Regions from separate parts of the Mus musculus genome. Here region 2 is linked to region 1. A link is a contact called in public Hi-C data. All regions are on one chromosome and are shown on one strand. Each heading gives the region's core, a stretch centred on a gene start, on an enhancer-like site or on the middle of the called end of the contact. The rest is flanking DNA. Distances are from core to core; before and after follow the strand shown. Region 1 holds the start of Sh3d19 (SH3 domain protein D19). Region 2 overlaps Sh3d19 (SH3 domain protein D19).

The links. Hi-C and Micro-C count contacts between places; a contact is called where the count stands out from the background.
Region 2: a contact with region 1 is called in a Hi-C map of cortical glia, with 1.7 times the contacts expected there. The contact joins the enhancer-like site here to the promoter of Sh3d19 in region 1. A contact is called at or near these places in 2 of 39 promoter capture datasets (the 3T3-L1 cell line and 3T3-L1-derived adipocytes), 12 of 484 Hi-C or Micro-C datasets (cerebral cortex, cochlea, cortical glia and 7 more), 4 of 115 datasets of contacts at active chromatin or transcription factors (embryonic forebrain, embryonic stem cells and neural tube) and 3 of 9 other capture datasets (adipose tissue, liver and pancreatic islet).

The regions. Positions count from the first base shown.
Region 1 is chr3:85,969,698-85,972,464 of GRCm38.p6, reverse strand. It overlaps Sh3d19 (SH3 domain protein D19), which reads right to left and starts at 1,347. Exons shown (of 22, transcript NM_001082414.3): 1 at 1,041-1,347.
Region 2 is chr3:86,113,450-86,116,216 of GRCm38.p6, reverse strand. Sh3d19 (SH3 domain protein D19) reads right to left here. Exons shown (of 22, transcript NM_001082414.3): 16 at 1,300-1,430. Among named protein-coding and RNA genes, the nearest start is that of Gm25188, 14 kb to the right of the region's middle. Within about 2 kb of position 1,371, at least 67 of the 459 cell types and tissues checked have an H3K27ac peak or open chromatin away from gene starts, as enhancers often do. A contact at or near this core is called in adipose tissue, cortical glia, forebrain and 2 more, where this site is marked.

The DNA.
Region 1 (2,767 bases), core at 98-2,597:
TTAAGCTTCCGGAATGTCTTACTCGGAATACGCTTACCGACTTTTTTTTTTTTTTTTTTTTTTTGCTTTTATCCCATTTTCTGCCCTCCAATTCCACAGACCCAACTTTCTCCTGGTGGTCACACAGAGGAGCCTCTCCATGTTCCCTTTCTAAGAAGGCTCCAGTCTGGTGCCTGGATTTCCCATGACTCTTCCCAATCCCTTCACCTCTTTATGCATCTTCTAGGTTAATTCTTCCATCCAGTTTCAGATAACTGTGGTTAACCAGCTGGCCTAATAATTTCCTCTCCATTACGGTTACATTGAAAACCCACCCCAGGTAAAGGGAAGGAGGGTGGATCTACATTTAATTTTATACTTATGCACCAAGCTATTTGATTCGTGCTTCGTTGGTGTGTCCCAAAACAAGATCTTAAAGGTAACTAACTATAGGCCCCCAAATGACCTCCATCCAAAAGAATTCCCTTCTCCAATACTACATTGGGCACTCCCGGTTTACAACGGGGAGGGCAGTTGCAACAAATTAACTCTCCAGCAGAAAATCAGCGCTGTGGGGGAGGGAAGGAAGGGACTAGAGGTCCGAAGTTCACCGGCTGCTGAAACAAGACTTGATTCAGCATGGGCACGTGGTCTGACCAGGTTGGGGTGGCCCAGGCGAAACCGTAGGGATGGGTCGTGGTCCAGAGAGAGATAGACGTAGGGCATGGCCTCTGACTCACCTACAGATAAGTAATCACCCAGCCACAAGTACCAGCCGCCTTGGATTTAGTTTCCACGGAAATTTTGGAGTTTCGGCTCCAGGGCCACTAACAGGTAAAAGAGACCAATCTGAATTCTCTCAAAAAGGAGAAAAGGAGGCTAAGGATAGAAAGGCCACTGTCCCGCCCTCTCGCCATCAGGAGTTAAAGGTGTCAGTCCCCTCCAGGCAGCATCGAGAGCAGCTGCCGAGCTGGGCAGGGCATGAGTGGGCGCGGAGAACCCGGTCCTAGATGCTCCCAACCCCCCGTGCGCCCCTGGTCCCCGCGTCCCCCGCGTCTCACCTGCAGCCGAGTGGCCCGGGAGCGCGCGGCTCCGGGCGCGGCGCGGGCCCCCAAGCTCGCGGCGCTCTCGCAGCTCTTCCTCCTCGTCCTCCCGCCGCCGGCCCTCAGCCATGGGCGAGGCGCCGCCGCGCAGCCCAGGGACGGCGGGCGAGCTGCGGGCAGCGGATGGCCCTCGCCAGCGCGCTCGGCGGGGAAGGAGGGCTCCACCTGCAGCGCGGAGCTGGGGCGCGGGCTGGGCCGAGCTCCCCGCCTTCTGGGCACGCACCGGCGGCCTGCAGCTCCTCGGCAGCTCGCTTCCCGTCCGGTTCCCTTCCCCGCCCCACAGAGGTCCAGCCTGGGATCGGGCGGGCTCCCGACCGGCCTCGCCTCCTCGGGGAGGGGTTTCGGGCTGCTGAGGCCGCCCTCCAGCCGCACAAGCTGGAAACACCCCCACAACCCAAACAGACGTGCACAAAATAAATAAAGGGGTTGGGGAGTTGAGAGAGAGAGACAAGGAGGCTTGGCCTCTTCCTGCCCTTTCACAATATTCCAGAGTCAACAGGAAACCCATTCGCTTGACACTTAAACAAAAGGGGGAGGAACCGGTTCCTAGGCGAGTCTTGGAGAGATGCACAAACTGGGAGAGGCTGAACTTCACTTGGGGCACACCACCTAGAGTTGAGTCTAGACTCTAAGAGATCTCTGTCTCTCTGTCTCTGTCTCTCCTCTGTCTCTCTGTCTCTGTCTCTCTCTCTCTCTCACACACACACACACACACACACGTCTTAATTTGGCCTGAAACTCCTGATCATTCTGCCTCTTAAGTGGTGGAATTACAGTAGTATGCTACCATATCCGCCCCCCCCCCTTATATCACCCCTTAAAAAGTACCTCATTAGGGAATAGGTTTTTTGGTATTACTGTTTTCCTTTTTTGGTAGTCAAAGTACTCTGTGATACATGTCATAAATTAGTTCAAAGGCACAGAGTGTGCAACAGCAAGGATGAGCCCCATGTACGCTATGAACTTTGTGGGCGATAAAGATGCGCCTGGAGCAGGATTAAGTTTATTAGTTGTAACAAATGTGCCCCGATATGGAGGATGGTGGTGAGGAGGGAAGCTATGCATAAGGGGGTCAGGGAGAGCATTTGTACTTTCATTTCAGCTTTACCGAGAACACAATACTGGTCTAAACAGTACAGTCTAATTTCTTTTAAATACTAGGTAGGACTTGAGGTTGGGGGAGGGGGGTAGAACAGTTCCCCAGTTTGGGTGAAGCTTATCTCTGGCACTGTAAAAAATAAATACATAAACAAATGAATAAAGCCTCCCAGTATTCAGTTAATTGAGGGTTAGGAGAAGGCCACCATCCCTAGAAGTTCAGGGAGAAATGTGTTAAAGGAGTTCCATACCCAATGATTTGTAGAGAGGTGATTTGGCCAAGTGGTAGGAGAGCTGGCTCTGAAGTCAGAGGCTGTAATTTGAGGCACTTAACTGCGGGACCTACCCCCTGCACACTGCTCCAAAGCTGGAAAGAGCAATGTAACAAAAGTCATTGTACATACCTATCACACACAGCTAAAGTTCTGTAGGTGCACATACATAATTTCACACCGAGGGACAGATTCTGGAATGTCACAAAAAGATACTGAAACAGCAGGCAAGAATGCTCCCTTAGGAAAGGGCTGTGTGGGATGAACAGGCCTTTATCTGCAGCCTCTGGCTCTTGTTCTGAGAGCTTGTGAGAG
Region 2 (2,767 bases), core at 122-2,621, 140 kb before region 1:
TGTGCTAAATGACCGTCTACTAAGCGCCAGGCATTTCATCTGGTTGCTTAGTAGAAAGCAACCAGGAAAGCTGTGTTGGGATGAAATCCTCAGCCACAACCACGCAGTTGAAAACTACTTAAGATTGTGAGGTCTGTATCAGATCAGTGCCCTTTCTGATAAATCCTCTAAGTTTGGTGTTTTAAAACAATTTTTTAAACTTGTGCGCTTAGGAATAACATTTATACCAATAATGTGGCCGACTGGGGGTGATTGATTTCAGTGTGGGAAATGTGCTTTTTAGAGCACCGCTCCACTGAGCAGAAGAGAAATGAGGAGGGGTGTTCAAACTTACATTACTCTTAATATTAATTTAGAGAACGTGGCTGCAGGCCTGGGAAGGACCAGGCCGCATCTGCACTGGGCAATATTTTTAAGACTTACATTTCATAATCCAAGAGGCTCAGACTCTTTCTACTTGAAAAATACAGATTTTCTGTAATACCTAGATTTTAAAAGTTTCTGATGTAATGGAAAATTATTGTTTTTTTTTCCCCCTCCAAAATAAGCTGTTAACGTTTAAGTTAGTTTTAGTGCTATTTCATAGTATCCATAGGTTATATTAGGGAGTGAATCATATTTTTCCTATTAATACATGTGTTCAAAGAGCAGTCTTGTTTTGTCCCTATGTTTCACAGCTACTCAGGCTTAGCAGGAAAGCCTTCAGCATACTGGAGTGTGTTCACAAGTTAAGCTATTAAGGGCCATACAATTTTGACACTTCAATATAATTTTCTCCAGTCTGACTTGAAAATATTATGTGAAAACAATGGACTACTCCCTCAGGTGTTCTGGTTCTCAAAATGACGTGGTGCCACACGCCCAAAGAGCATCCCTTCGAAACTGTCTGTAGCACTAACTCATGTTCACTAAATGTCTCCAAGCACTAACACACATTCTTAAGTGCTGAAGAGCTCTCCGAGGACGGGTGACTGACAACTGATACTGTTTCGTTGGAGCATGGTGGTTCCAGCAATGTGTACCTAACGGAAGACAGTGAGTCCTCCACTCCCAAACTCTGGCAATAGCCAATCGGTCAGCAGTAACAGGGTCACTGCTGAGATCTTACTCCTTCATAACTGAATGCTGACAGAGCCAGTCTGTGTGAGAAAATATTCACTTAAAAAATGTCCAAGTGTCAAATGATCCAGAGAAGACAGAAAAGGCAAATTCAAGACTGTAGGCTTCTAGTTTCTCTTTCCCATCTGCGTGTGAGACTCACTGAATGTGTGGCCAAATAAAATAAACAAACCCACTTACAATGACTTTGACGTAATTGGCAGGAAACACGCCAGTCTGGTTCCTACATTTCCCTCTGTACCACTCTGCATCTATTTTTTCGAGAAGATAAACAATCTCTCCAGATGTGAGACTCAGATCGTCAGCTTGCTCTGTAATACAGAATTAGTGACACACGATGAATTGCCCCAGCTGCACATGTGATTAAAGCAGAGAACAAAGTTGCATTGAGATCTGTCCACAGAGGCAGGGTGTGCATTCGGCTGCTTCTGACAGACTAGATTATACTGATCAAATTAATTTTCCCATGCAATTATATTTTTAAAATGTGATATTAAGAGATTCTAAGATCAGATTAGATATGTCTACTAAGGGAAACAATTTTTAGAACCACCATGGTCCTGGCCAGAGATTCCTACTGCGCCAACGTAAATCTTGCTGCAAACACATCCAGCATTGACAGATGTTTATAGACCTGGCGCGATACACTTACCACCATTCCCAGTCACCCGGAAAAGCCATTCCAACCTCAAATATTAACTAGGGAGTACTACAGATCTTTAGGAAGAAAATTTATCTACACCAAAATAAAAATCAATCTGCCAAGTATATATAAATAAGTTGTAAATAGTTTTTTGTTTTGTTTTGTTTTTTAAAAAACATTTGTAGCTTTGGCTATGAAGGAAACTTAAAACGATTACAAAAATCTAATTCTTTGATCTCATAGGCAGGTGGTGGGTGACACACATATTAAAAAACCTTTTAAAGAGTCAAAAGCCAGGTAATCACTCATGGCCTCCAGCTAAGGGCTGAAGAAGTCCTCATTTGTCTGTGGACCTCCACACCAAGAATCAAGTTGCCAATTCAATAGGCCATTTTGTATCAGAAGGTCAATTATGAAGCACCTAGAATTTTTTAATGATAAGAACATATTCTCTGGGTTCTGTTGTGGCCCAGATGATAATTTTTTTTTCTATTGTGGGTTCTGTTCCCCTGCCCCCCATTCCAGAAATTGGTTTTGATGTACCCAAGACTTGTTTTTCAATAAAGGAAATAAAAATCTCTATTTTTTTAAAAAAAACCCATTTAAACACCTACTTTACTTATTAAATTAGAATTAACTTCATTACAACGCTAAGCAAGCCAATGTTCTATCCTGAGCCCCTAAAGAATGTTATTTGAGCTAAAACTTCATCACAGACTTAAAGATAAAATGATAAGCAAAGGCTACTTTCCATTTGTATGAGGGATCTGCCATTCCTTTTTTTTTTTTTTAAAGATTTATTTATTCAATGTATATGAGTACACTGTAGCTGTACAGATGGTTGTGAGCCATCATGTGGTTGCTGGGAATTGAACTCAGAACCTCTGCTTGCTCCAGCCCCACTCACTCTGGCCCCAAGATTTATTTATTATTATATGTAAGTACACTGTAGCTGTCTTCAGACACACCAGAAGAGATTTCATTATGGATGGTTGTGAGCCACCA